4 separate regions of the Mus musculus genome follow, and all the other regions are linked to region 2. The links are chromatin contacts, called in public promoter capture Hi-C and targeted proximity ligation maps. All regions are on one chromosome and are shown on one strand. The core of a region is the stretch at or near the end of the contact, and the rest is flanking DNA. Distances in the headings are between cores, read along the strand shown.

The links. Promoter capture Hi-C pulls out the DNA fragments that hold promoters and counts their contacts.
Region 1: a promoter capture Hi-C map of pre-B cells shows a contact between it and region 2, with 2.4 times the contacts expected there. A contact is called at or near these places in 6 of 39 promoter capture datasets (the 3T3-L1 cell line, cranial neural crest, hippocampal neurons and 2 more).
Region 3: a targeted proximity ligation map of astrocytes shows a contact between it and region 2, with 4 times the contacts expected there. A contact is called at or near these places in 6 of 39 promoter capture datasets (the 3T3-L1 cell line, cranial neural crest, hippocampal neurons and 2 more) and 1 of 130 datasets of targeted methods (astrocytes).
Region 4: a promoter capture Hi-C map of pre-B cells shows a contact between it and region 2, with 2.7 times the contacts expected there. A contact is called at or near these places in 2 of 39 promoter capture datasets (erythroid cells and pre-B cells).

What each region holds. Positions count from the first base shown.
Region 1 is chr19:9,134,052-9,137,086 of GRCm38.p6, reverse strand. Asrgl1 (asparaginase like 1) reads left to right here and starts at 1,521. Exons shown (of 7, transcript NM_025610.3): 1 at 1,521-1,572; 2 at 2,100-2,300. The coding sequence starts at 1,533.
Region 2 is chr19:11,964,340-11,967,371 of GRCm38.p6, reverse strand. It overlaps Osbp (oxysterol binding protein), which reads right to left and starts at 1,528. Exons shown (of 14, transcript NM_001033174.1): 1 at 1,076-1,528. The coding sequence starts at 1,431.
Region 3 is chr19:8,965,254-8,968,620 of GRCm38.p6, reverse strand. Eef1g (eukaryotic translation elongation factor 1 gamma) reads right to left here and starts at 1,580. Exons shown (of 10, transcript NM_026007.4): 1 at 1,396-1,580; 2 at 247-405. The coding sequence starts at 1,407. Tut1 (terminal uridylyl transferase 1, U6 snRNA-specific) reads right to left here. Exons shown (of 9, transcript NM_197993.3): 9 at 2,411-3,367. The coding sequence ends at 2,461.
Region 4 is chr19:14,596,644-14,599,939 of GRCm38.p6, reverse strand. Tle4 (transducin-like enhancer of split 4) reads left to right here and starts at 1,757. Exons shown (of 20, transcript NM_011600.3): 1 at 1,757-2,572; 2 at 3,086-3,183. The coding sequence starts at 2,528.

The DNA.
Region 1 (3,035 bases), core at 272-2,771, 2.8 Mb after region 2:
CTTTTTAACTAGAGCAAATTCAAACTCCTCTCTATAGCAGAGCCACTCTTAGAGCCTCACATTCTGATGTAAAGTCTCTCGAAGAAAGAGAAAGGGGTGAAGATATCACTAGTGGGAAAGCATAGAATACTGTGGAAGGAGGTGGACAGGCAACCAAGACTGGGTAATACCAGACCTGATGCTCTGGTTTCCAGAATCAAAGGCTGGTCCCTTCTCCAACATCTCTTTTGCATATGATCTTTCTTCAAGCAGAAATCTCTAATTATGTAGCAAATAAACACAATAAATGAAACCCACCCCAATGAGGACAAGACAAATCTACTCAAACCTTGCTAATGCAAAGGAACCAACCAGCCACTGGTTTTGGTAGAGACTCAGAAGCAGGCAAACGGGTAGGAAAGGGCTCTATGGGGAAACAGGCTGTGTCCTGTTTGGATGCTCTTGGCCTAGGGAAGCTAGGGATAGACTAACTAGAAAAGATGGCCCTTTGTGATGGTTAGGGGAATCAGATACAACTTTTCTCTAGTTGGTGGTAAGATGGAAACAAGAAAAAATATTAGGAAAATTGGCACTTACCCACCGGGTCCTGACCATTTGAAGCCATCTTTATTGAGGTTTATTGAGGTCTACAGAAGTAATGGTTGGGAAGTCTTACACAAGGTCAGCCCTTTTCATTAACATATGAGCCTGGGTTGCCCCACCTTAAAGAGAGAAGGACTTGCAAAATGAAAGTCTATCTTTGACACCAACTCATCTAGCCAATAAACAGTACAAAGCGATTGATAACGAAAATAAAATATTGCTTCAGTAAATTTAAAATTAGAAAACAAAGGTTGTGAGAAAAAAACAAACTCATAATTCAAGTAAAATTGCTTTACATAATAAAGCAGGGCATTCTTCCTAGGTGTCACTGCTACAGAAACCTGTAGATGTCACTGGCATCTGTTCTCCCTCTTTGACTATCAGAACAAAACTAGACTCTAGGATCCCTTTGGTGAATACGAAGTGTTTGGTCTTCTACCCCTGCCGCCACAACTGCTGGAAGCAAGGAAAGAAGAAATGTCAACAAAAAGAGGGCACTGAGAGATGAAAGGATTTAGAGCTGGCATCCCTAGACTTAGAGGAGGAGAGGAGCTGGGATTTCTGGGCTCTCAGAGTGTCTAATGAACAGAATCTGTCAAATTAGAGGCAGAGGTATACTTTATTTTCTTCTCTTCCGAAAGATTAAGATGGGGAACTTAAAGGGAAAAGGTTTTAATGTAGCATTCTAACTAGCAAGACTTAAGAGCATGCGATAATTTCAAGGCAAAGGAGACAAAGGGTCCCGCGTGCTACTAGGGAAGTAGAAAAGCAATGTTATTCTAGATCTGGAGTCCCGGAAGGCTGGTGCGCAGCGCTAGGGACCCCGGGGCTTTACGGTAACTCAGCAGCGCCCCGGGCCCCCACCCTCGTGCGCAAGCGCGGAACCGTTGCCTGCAGAGCGGTTGCAGGCGGAGCGGTTTGCTGCCTGGTGGCTTGGCCAGTTTGACATCATGGCGTGCGCCCGCGGCACCGTGGCGCCGCCAGTCCGAGGTATGGGAAAAGAAACAAGAACAAAAATGTAGGATTTACCAGAGACGAGGAGCTCAGGTCCGAAGGACGTGGGGAAGTCCAGTCCTCAGGGTACCCCGGACCCTAGGTGGAGTGAACTGGAACAGAGAGCACGGACCCCGGGAAACTGAGGCACAGAGAGATTCCTGGGAGGAGGGCTGGAGCTCTGATACATGCGACCTCAGTACTGGCGCCGAAATAGAGGCTGGTGTTCTCTGGGGAAACTGAGGCTGAGGGGTAGCGCTGTGGCACAAGCGCAGGCTCGGAGTCTTGACACCAGGCTTTCTGAGCCACAGATGCCCCTGCCAGGTCGGAGTGGGAGAGCATGGGGAGGAATGCTGGGAGGCTTGGGTCGCTTTGGGGTTTTGTAACAAAACTCTCACTGAGCGGGGGGGGGGGGGGGGGGGGGACGGACGACACTGAACGGAAACAACTTTGACGCTGCTGCTCACTTGAGTTGGTTCCCTTGGACCGGTACAAAATGACACTCGCCTCTTCCTGATGCCTAGCCTCCATCGATGTGAGTCTCGTGGTGGTAGTCCATGGTGGCGGAGCAAGCAACATCTCAGCCAACCGGAAAGAGCTGGTGCGCGAGGGCATCGCCAGAGCGGCAACCGAGGGCTACAAAATCCTCAAGGCGGGAGGGAGCGCGGTAGATGCTGTGGAAGGAGCCGTGACTGTCCTGGAAAACGACCCAGAGTTCAACGCAGGTAAATTATGCTTGCCAGGTGAATAATGCCAAATCGGAGCAAGTTCCTGTCCACACCGACGCGGTATCCTTCAGTCTGACTGGCTTTGTGGTCAAATAATACTCTAGAGCAAGATGCAGTGCTGAATTTCCTCATTTTGCACTAAGCAACTTGTTTTGAGAATTTTTTTTAAGTCTGTTAATTCGCCTTTTATATAGCCTGCCCCCTAAGAATTCAATACTAAAAGCCAGGCATCTTGTTGGAGAGCCCTCCATAGCCTGAAACCATCTTCAAGCCTCAGCCTTCCAAGTGCTGGCTTTACAGGTGTAGACTTTTGGTATTTGTGGGTCTTGAGGTAGACTCTACATACCATAAAATGTAGCCATTTCGGCTTTGAGACCTGTGTGTACATTCCCTCCCTCTACCCCTCTGCATCTGTGTGTTTTCTCTGCCTCCCCCAAATTAAGCTCAAAAATCTTGAAACAGATGCTGGGAGAATCTTTTATTATAATATCCGGTCCCTGCTAAACAGTAAAGTCACTAATCATCTTCTGACTAGAAAATTGACTCTGGATAGGTCTCTAGGTGGAGACTGATCATTTTACAGACCAAGCCCTAAGTGGGAATTTGAGATTTACAGCCCCTCTCATCTTCTAGAAAAGAAAAAGGGGCCCCCACAATGAAGCAATCCAAAAACTATCCCTGAATTTTGGGGATGGGAAAAACCTCCAAATTGGTGAGTATGGTCGTATGCCA
Region 2 (3,032 bases), core at 279-2,778:
TTAGGTTTTAAAGTATGAAGAGTAGTTTCAAATCCTGATTTCTCCAAGACCCTGGGAGAGCTGCGCATGCTGAGTCTGCTTTCTTGTCAAGAACATGGGAACATGTCCTAACTCCCAGGGAGATAGGAGATCTATGCGCACTAAATGAACAGTTGCATGTAAGACATCCAGCCACAATGCAAGGCTGTTGGGAAAGCTTATAACCTGTCCTCCAATCACCTCTCAACACCTCTGTCTAGTAATATAAGCCCCGAAGTGTGACATGTTATGACCATGCTATGAGTCACAGTAAGTATACATTAACCATACCAAAATAAGCACTGTGAAACCTTAACAATCATTTCAAAAACATGTGTTCTTCCTTTAATAAAACTTAATCTTAAATAAAACTAAAAGGTGCACGGTGACTGCTGGATAAGACAGTCATTCCCATGGGAAGAGGTGGGGCAGGCAAAAGTAAAAGCTATGGTAGAGTACACATCTCTATTGTGGACTGTCTAGACCGAGAAAGTACGCGCATGCTTGAAGAGGTAAGACATATGGTGGACAGAATCCCAAAGTCTCCCTGTGTGTGGTATTCTGATGTCGGAATGTGTATTCTGAGTAGACATGGGCAGGTATATCAAGGGTGTATCAGAAACATTAAATTTTAGAGACTAGAGCACAAAAAGTTAGGAGTTGTAACTTCCACTGTAAGTTCCTGAGGGACAGTGCCCGGGCTCGCGCTGTCTGTGCCCCTCCAGCTTCACAACAGTGCCTTACTTGCAGAATTAGCGATTGCACCCACGTGGTAGCGGAAATACAATGGCAGAGCAGATGCTCTCCAAACAATTGCTGACAGGAAAGACCCAGGGATGGAGGCAGATGAGGCACTAGGGGCGGGTGACAGCGGAGACAAGAGCAGTGTGTCAAATCTGCAGGTTCTGACTTCTGCAAGCTGTCAACCTGTGCAGGTGACAGACAGCGACCCAGGGCGACCTTGGCAGTGAAGCCAGCCGGCGGAGAGTGACAGCGCGGGTCTGTGGGCTGCACAGGGGGGGAGGCCAGGTGAGCGTGGCGCCCCGGAAGCAGTTACCTGTAGTAGCTTAGGAGCCCGTTGCTCAGCACGAACCATCGCCGCTGGTAGCCTTTGATGTAATTGGTCCATTTGAAGAGCCAGCCCTCTCTAGCCGAGCCCGAGCCCCCGGCGCCCGAACCGCCCGAGCCCGCGGCTGGCGGTGCAGAGCCCGGGCCGCCTGCCGCCACTCCTCCGGCCCCGGGGCCCGGGCCGCCCGCCGTCGCCGCCGTCGCGGCCGCCACCCCGGGGCCGGGCCCCGCGTCCCCGCGTCCGCCGCCGCCTCCCACCGCGGGTGGACCCGCGCCGCCGCCGCCCGGAGCCGCGATGGCTGCCGGGCCCGGCCCCACCACTCCTCTCAGCTCGGTCGCCGCCATGAGCCGCCGCCGCCCGGAGAGACACGACCGGAACCGCCTACGAGCTCCGCCGCCGCCGCCCGGAGCGCCCAACACGGCTAGCGCTTCAGCCGCCGCCGCGCAGCGTCCCCGCCCCGCCAGCCCCGCCGCGGGAAGGAGGGCTCGACTGCCGGGAAGGAGGGCGGCGATTGGTGCCGCCAAGTGTCACTTGCGGAAGACCCCGCGGACATTGGCATTTCTCTCGGGCCTGTCATGCTACTCCGCCCAGTGAGAAGCTCAAGGCGCGACGCGTCCTCCAGGCCTGCTTTCGATTGGCTAACAGGAAAGCCAATCAGGCAGGGCTACAAAATCATTGGTGGCTTTCCGAAGTCCGAGGACGGGAGAATGCAGAGCTCACGGCCGGTTTGGCCTCCGAATGGCTAGTACTTCCGTCAGTCATTACAGTTTATGCTTCTGTCATTGCCACGTCACCCCCGCCCATCGCGCTGCCCTTCATCCTCTTCCGCCCTTACGGATTGGTGGTTGATATCAGCTGCTCAAACCTTTCTACCAATTACTGAATGCATTGAAGTAAATGGGGCAGAGTCCAGCCTTCACATACTCATTCTTATTTTTTATTGGCTGACACCTATGTCTTTCACCTGTCGGTGGAGAGGCAGGGCTATGATTGGAGATGATTGGTTCTGGACATTGTCAGTGAAAGCTGCAGTTGGCCGAGATAGCAAATAAATTCATGGATGCACAAGTGGGCAGGCACGTTTGCAGCTTTAAGGAAGTGATGGGTCTCTATAAATGCTCTTGATGTGGGTGTGCTGTGGAATTCCCTCCTTCTCAATTGAGACTTGCAGATGGCCTTAATAAAGAGAGATGGATGGTTCCTGGGTCTCCTAGGGATTCCGTTTTCATATCCTGCTTCCGGAAGAACCCAGAGAGAGCTTCCTCGGCCCCCTCCTGGACTCACGACTCCTCCAATCCTCACCCCATTCCCTTTCCTGGTCTACCCTCTGTCTCTTCACTCTAGATTCTAATACACTTCTATTAATTCTGACCATCTAGTTGCCGACCTTATTTACGGGGAGAATAGATTGGCAAAGACCTACTACCTACCTTTATATCTCTTTTCCAAATCTAAAGGCCCTTGTTAGGTTTAGTGTGGTAAAAACACAATTAATTCTCTTGTTTATTGCTAGGGTTTTGTTTTGAACTGGGTGTTGAATGATTAGATTTGATCAGCTTAATTACAGCTGTGTTAGAGGTCACAAATTTCAGTAACTAGTCCAGCATTGAGCTGTTGTGAACTATTATTACAAAAATAGCCAAAACCTGCATTTTGGGGAATCTAACACCTATTACAGTGTAGCAGTTTTTGACCTGGCAGTAGGAATAGGGTTTAACTTTTATTTATTCATTTCTTCTGATTTGTGTGTGTGTGTGTGTGTGTGTGTGTGTGTACACCTAAGTGCAGGTACTTGTGGATGCCAGCAGAGGGCATAAAATCCCCTGGAGCTGGAACTAAAGTTGGTGGGTAGCCAACCCATAAGAATACTGGGAACAGAACTCAAGTTCTCTAGAAGAACAGGAACTGTTAACATCTCTCCAGTCCTAGGAGTTGCTTTTAGATA
Region 3 (3,367 bases), core at 331-2,830, 3.0 Mb after region 2:
GAGACAGGATCTTACTATACTTATAGGCTTGCTTCACACAATCTCCCTGCCTCGGTCTCCGGGAGCTTTCAAAATTATTTTTTTCCTTTGGGCAGTCAAGTTCAGAGGCTTTAATAGGTTACATTCCTAGCCCCTTAAAATTTCTTTAAAAAAATATATATATAAATAAATACACACACACACACACCATGGGGGCCATCTCCAGAATAATGGAATTCTAGAGATCCCAGATGCTTCCCCACTCACCTTGCCGGCAGGAAATTTTCGGAGAAATTCAGGGGTGCGGTTGGTTTGGCCAAAGTGGAAGTGGGGTGGTGCGGAGAGCACGCGGACCTGAGCCCCGCTGTACTGAGCAGCGATGAGGGCCTTGAAGGCCCTCCAATTTTCAGGGTATGTGTACAGGGTCTACAAGAGAAAGGGTGAAGGATGGACTAGAGGCAAGGAACCCTGAATGCCACTCCCCACGCACACTTCCATGCAATTCCAATGTGCACAGCTTAGATTCACTCCTAGTGAACCGAGTATGCCCCATGTAATCAGAGTCCTCTGAAATACCAAGAAGAACATCCCAGCTGCTAAATAAAGCTTACCGACAGATGTGACCTCTCTTAAGGACATCTCTAGAGGCATTCTTCCCTTCAAAACTTCTGGTCCCATCTGCCTAAACACACGAACACTCACACCCATCTCTCCCAGAACCCTTGTTTCATTCATTGGCGGTGACCCGGAGTCTAACTACTTCCAGGCTGCTATCACTTCAAAAGCACACACACAGACCAAGGGATTTCAAAGTTCCCCTCAGAATCGACACGCTGAATTCTAATGTTCATCAGTTATTCTTCCTGAAATGCCTTTCTTTGCACATGGCGAATTAGCAACCCTCTGGTCCTGTCCTGCAGTGAGTTCCCAGTTGTCTCCCTACTAAAATCTCACCAGCAGGGTCCATATGGGCTCACTTCACCCCCCCTTTATTCCTCTGGCTCCCAAACCTCCCCGAAGGTCAACTCCCAACGTGCCAGTCGCCCCTTCCCACAAAGACCCTCTCCTTTCCACGTCCTCGTTGTTGTCCCACAAAACGGTGGCAAAAGTTCCACCAACCTGCTCAGACGCCACACCTCAAAATGGCAGTGAGGTTAAACACTTTTTAAAGGTCCAGACAATGGAGACCCAGCATCTTTTTTCTCCTCAACCCCAGAACGTTCCACCTCTAGCCTCTGAGCCCCAGCCTCAGTTCCCCTCCAGGCCCTAGAAACCATGCTCTCCGACCGTACGGCTTGTGAACCCCAGATCGGCTCGCGGCTTGGGTCTGAAACTCCCCTGGCGCCGACTGGCCCCACTCAGGCAAAGGATGGCGGTGGATAGGGTGACCCTAATCACCGGAGCCGGCAAACTTACCCCAGCCGCCATGGTGATTCCGCAGAGAAAGGGGGTGGGGCTGTCGGTGCTGCCGCAAAGTAAGCCGCAAAGGAGACAAGGGAGGAGGAAAGGAGAGAGCAGTGTGGAAACAGCGGCCGGAAAGCGAGGACGGCATAAAAGGCATACGCACGACAGTTCCGTCTACAGCCCCGCTGAGTTGGAAAAAGCGAGGGGTGGGGCCCGCAGCCTGGAGCGCAGAGAGCGGGCGCCTGCGTAGTATAACTCTGGACGATCCTGCCCCGCCCGCGTCGCCGACCAATCGGAAGCCTGATAGGAGACGGAGCTCACCCAGGGAGGGGAAAAGTGTGAGAACCCGGCGGAAGCACCGCCCCTCGAAGGCTGGTATCTGGAACCCGTGACAAACTACAGGAACTGCCTTAAGGAAGGGGTGGCAATTTACTGAATTCCTTTTGTTCCTGTTCGGGTTTTTTCTGTAAAGGGTCTGTCTGTTCAGCTGGGGCCCACGGCCGAAAACATCTGAAAGTAGGTCTGCTCCGATTAAACTCCGTGCTGTTAAAACTTACACAACAAAGCAGCACGGACCAACTTGCCACGTCACCAGCACCACTCAGGCTTGGCTGCGCCCCAGAGGGTCGGGTAAGGCAGCCCAGTTCTGATACAATAGTTTACACATATCCAAATTTGAAAATAAATCTTGACTCCAGCTTATGGGCAATTTGAACTCTCTTTCACGTTAAAGGATAGAAAAGACAAACCCTAAACCCAAATTTGTGGTTCCCATCACCTGGAGCAGCAGGACAAGTCTCGTGTGGGCAAAGGTTGTTCTCAGAAATCAGTGCCTTTGCCTCGTGGAGGTGGCACTCCCTAGGAAAGTGCTGGCAAGTGGGAAGGAGAGCTCTGAAGTGGAAGTCATAGGACTGTTTTAGAGTAGTCAGGCCAGAAGCTACATTGAGGCAAAGAAAAAAGGCGTTACCAGGAGGAAAACAAAGACCTCGTAATGGTCTTATGAGGGAGTATGCAAAAGAACATTAAATGTCTGTATGAAATAAACTAGCAGCTTTATTGTTTTTGAGGTTTGGTTCCTCACTTGAGGAGATTTTTAAGTGCTTGAGGGATAAAACCCTGTAGAAAATGATGAAGACCAGGGAACAGGCCTTGGGAGTCCTGGAGTGGGGCCACAGTGAGTGTCTGCTCAGCCTGGGAGGCAGATGCCACAAAGCTGAGGAGGGGCTCCCCCGGCGGCCTCTCTTGCTCACTATTGGGTCCTTTTAGTTCCTGGGTCACACGAGCTTCCATTGCCAGCCACTCTGCTCCTGTGGTGGGACCTCCTCTACCTTCTTCCTTGGTTTGTTGCTGTAATCGTCTCCGGGCACGCCGCCTCCCCTGCCATACTTGGTGCCACAAGGCACAGCGCCAGCTCACTGATGATGGGTGTGATGCCTCCTTCCCTGTCTCACCCTGAGACCCTTCTCCAGCCACTTCAGGTTTCATGGGATTATGCTCAGCTGCCTTGTCTAGACAGTTTGCAGTCATCAGGGGCAACTCCTCCTCTGGTGGTCCCGAGTGCAACAAGGCCCAGTCCTGAGGTGTCTCTCGAACCTCTATTACCATTTCTTCTACCTCATTTTCACTGTGGTCCCCTGCACATCCCTGTGGCTCCTCTTTCCCTTCCTCGAAGCTCTTTTCTTGCCCACCAAGTCTCTGTCTTTTGTTCACCCCTCCCAAGGGAGAGTCTTTAATTCTGGCACCTTCTGACCGTCGTCTCTTGGTTCCCTGTTCTATGTGGCATCCTAGTGCTTCCCTTAACACATCCACCAAAGCCATAATGACCTGTGGAAAGGGGGCAGAGGGTAAGGGGATGAGCTTGGCAGACAGCAGGGAGCTAGGGGAGCTGGGCTGCAAAAGCGGGAGCAGTCCCCAGTCCCGGCCCCGGGAGGAACGCTGCTGGTACTGGAGACTTCGGCAGTAACTGGCTGCTGCCCCACAACAG
Region 4 (3,296 bases), core at 508-3,007, 2.6 Mb before region 2:
GTGCAGACACGGTTATCACTCAAGCCTTCTGAGAACGATTCAGAACACTGCTGTACATCTGCGAGCTTCAGGAAATAACTTGGAGCCAGCAAGATAGCTCAACAGGTACATGCACTTGTCACTTGATCTCCAGGGCTTGTGAACACACAAACACACACACACGCACAGACTCAAATCCCCCCGCCCCCCCCACACTAAATAAATGTATAAAATTTTTCAAAATTTCTAAGAAGCAAGTTTTTTTCAAACAGGCAAAATAAAGCCATTTTGCTTAACTGATAGCTTTAAAAATGCAGTCCTAATATGCAATTATTGTTGAGCTTAAAAAAAAAAACCCTCACGTGTTCAAAATCCTCTTTATGTGAATCCCCTTTATTCTGGATTGGCCGCATTTTAATAATTGGGTATGAGACAGAGGCAAGTCCTCCATCCTCTTATTTTGGAAATTAAATTTACAGAACGGAGGCATTGTATGAGCCTCAGTTCTGGATTTTTAGCAAGACTACTGCAGTCTTTCTTTGCCTCGGTGTCCTCAGTGGCCAGTACTAGTGAGGCCCACAGAACGCCTTGAATTGGGCATTAAGCTACCGGTTCCTCTGTCGTGGAAAGCGCTATCATTAGGAAAAACGTTTTTCCCACATTTGTTGAACCAACAGCACCGTATTAGCCTGCACTTCGAGTTAAGGTGGGACTCAGAAATGAATGTCCCAAACACAGCAGCCTTGGCTACAATCCTGCTTGACTTTTTCCGAATTCTTTTGATTGCCCAGGGGTCAGAGGTTCCTTAGCTCAGCCTTAAGGCTCCCAACACCCGCCAAGTCTCAAAACTGCCTCGGGCGGGCTGCCACTCCCGGGTTCTGACCCTCTTCCGTAGGCCATCACAAGCCCAAGGCCCGACGGTCCACACTCGGACCCTCTTTCAACCCCGGAGTAAGTTGACTGGTGCCTCTAAAGAAAGGGAATGTCAAGAGTCTGCCGGCCGGGAAGCTCTGGGACCGGCCCAGTGCACGCCTCCCGGCTGCGGCTCTAAACCGGGCCGACGGCGTCCGCGCTCACGCGGAAAATTATGCCGGCTCCAGCAGCGCGTAAAATGGATGTGAACCGCACGGAGTGGGATCAGCGCGATCCTCCCTCTCTTGTCTCAACAGGGGTTTCGGCGCGTTGCACAAGGCCGAGCTTGTCTCTTTACGGAGACATCGGGCCCTAATTAGTGCGCACCCCCGCGCGGTCGCCAGGCCTGGGCTCCGCGTCGAACGGGAGATGAGCCTCGGAGGGCGTCTTCGGACCGGCCTGCAGTCTCACCGCCATCGCCGCCGAAACCTGCTTCTAAAGATGCAGCCAGTGCAGCAGCGACAGCAGCCGCCGCGGCTCGCCACCCCACGTTACTTTGATTGACAGCTGAACAAATGTTTCCGCGGTTCGAACGCTCGCACTAGGGAACAGCGGCCAGGGCGAGGCTCCGCCCCGGGCGGGCCGCTGCGCCCCGCCTCCGCCAGCACCAATTCTTTGCAGTTATTGGTCGGAGCTCCACGCCACGCCCTGTCCCCACGTGGGCCTAGCCTGCCCGGCCCCGCCCTCCTGGCTTGCCATTTGTCAGCGGTGAAATGATGGGCAGTAACACAGAACCGCGATTAATGTTCAGCCATCTCCGATTGGTTGATGCGGCGCCCTCGCGCCGCGGGAGGGCGGGGCTCCTGGAGAGCGCCGCGGAGAGCGCGCGGGGCTAGCCGGAGACTGTAGTCAATCTGGAGGCATCCTTGGCCACAGTAGCCGCGCGAGGACTACATCTCCCGGGATGCTCCTTGGGCCCTCCGCGGATGGTCGTGAATATGTATCAGAATGTTAATGATTAGCTGCTGCTAAATTTGGTCAAAGAAGTCACCTACACAGAGCGCGTTGTTAGAGCTGTTCCGAGCGGGCGTTCGGCTGTTGGCTGCCTTCTTCCCCCTCTTACACACTCGTGTATTATTTTGAGGTGGTGTTCGCAGAGTTTGAAAGAGAATTTTAAAAAGCCGCAAGCGTTTCGCTCTTTTATTTTTATAATCCCCTTCAATTTGGGGCTAAAAAAACAGGAAGGAAGAAAAGGAAATGAAATGTGGTAAAAGAAGCTAAAAGGTGCCTTTTAAAAGATCGTTGCTGTGAAGTGAAAAAAAATCTCCAGAGAACCCCCAAGCGCCGCGAGACCTCTTCCGAACCAAAGGAGTTTGCGCTCGCTCTCAGGGAAGAAGCGACCATTCATTCCGAGGAATAGCAGCCAATTAAAAGACAAATAAAAAAAGTTTGGAGTGGGGCGCGAGCAGGCGGGCGGCGCTCGGCGGGCGCGGGGCTCGGCGGGCGCAGGACGGACGGTGCCCGCCGCCCTCAGTGACGCCCGCGGGGAATGCGGAGCCGGCCGCCCGCGCCCAGCCGCCGCGCCTGCCTGCCGCCCGCGTCACGCGAGACCCGCAGGCCCGGGACGCCGCCGCGGGGCCCTCGAAGCGGATGAGCCGCGCGCCTCTGCCTGGCGCAGCCAACTAAAGCGGCGTGGATGATTCGCGACCTGAGCAAGATGTACCCGCAGACGCGCCACCCGGTGAGTGGCGCCGCGCCCGCAGCCCTGTCCGCGGCCGGCCGCTCCGAGGGTGCGGGAGGCGACCGACTTGTAGCCATTTTCTTATTGTTGTCTCTGAAGCCCCGGGAAGCAGCGCGCCGCCGCTCTCCGCCCGCGCGGCTCTCCCGAGGGGGGCGAGCCGGGCGGCGCGAGTCTGCGGGGTGGAGGGCGCCGGCGGCCACAGGCCGGACTCGCTCTGCTAGCTGACGGCCGCTCGACGCCATGGCGCGGCTGCCTCCGACGGGCCACTTTCGATTCCGGGTAGGGAGGGATGGGAGAGCCGGGCCGGGGGCTCGGGGGTTTGGGGGGTGACGGGGGGAGGCGGAAGCCAGGCTGAGAAGCTGAGCCGAGGGAGGCCGCCCGGAGGCACCGGGACCCCAGCAGGCGAGCGAGAGGCGGGAGCGGCGCGACCAACCCCCCCACGTCTCGGACCGCGGGCTGTCCACCCCCCACCTGCGATGTGGGCTAATTAAATATTTTATTGTTGTTCTTTAGGCACCGCATCAGCCTGCTCAACCCTTCAAATTTACAATTTCAGAATCCTGTGATCGGATTAAGGAAGAGTTTCAGTTTTTACAGGCTCAATACCACAGGTAACGATATTGACTTTAGCTGATCCTTCTGTTTGCTTAGCTCTTGTCTTACCCCCTTCCAACACTACCCCCCTCCTCCCCCACCCCCCCACAAAGGTATTACCATTTCCCCC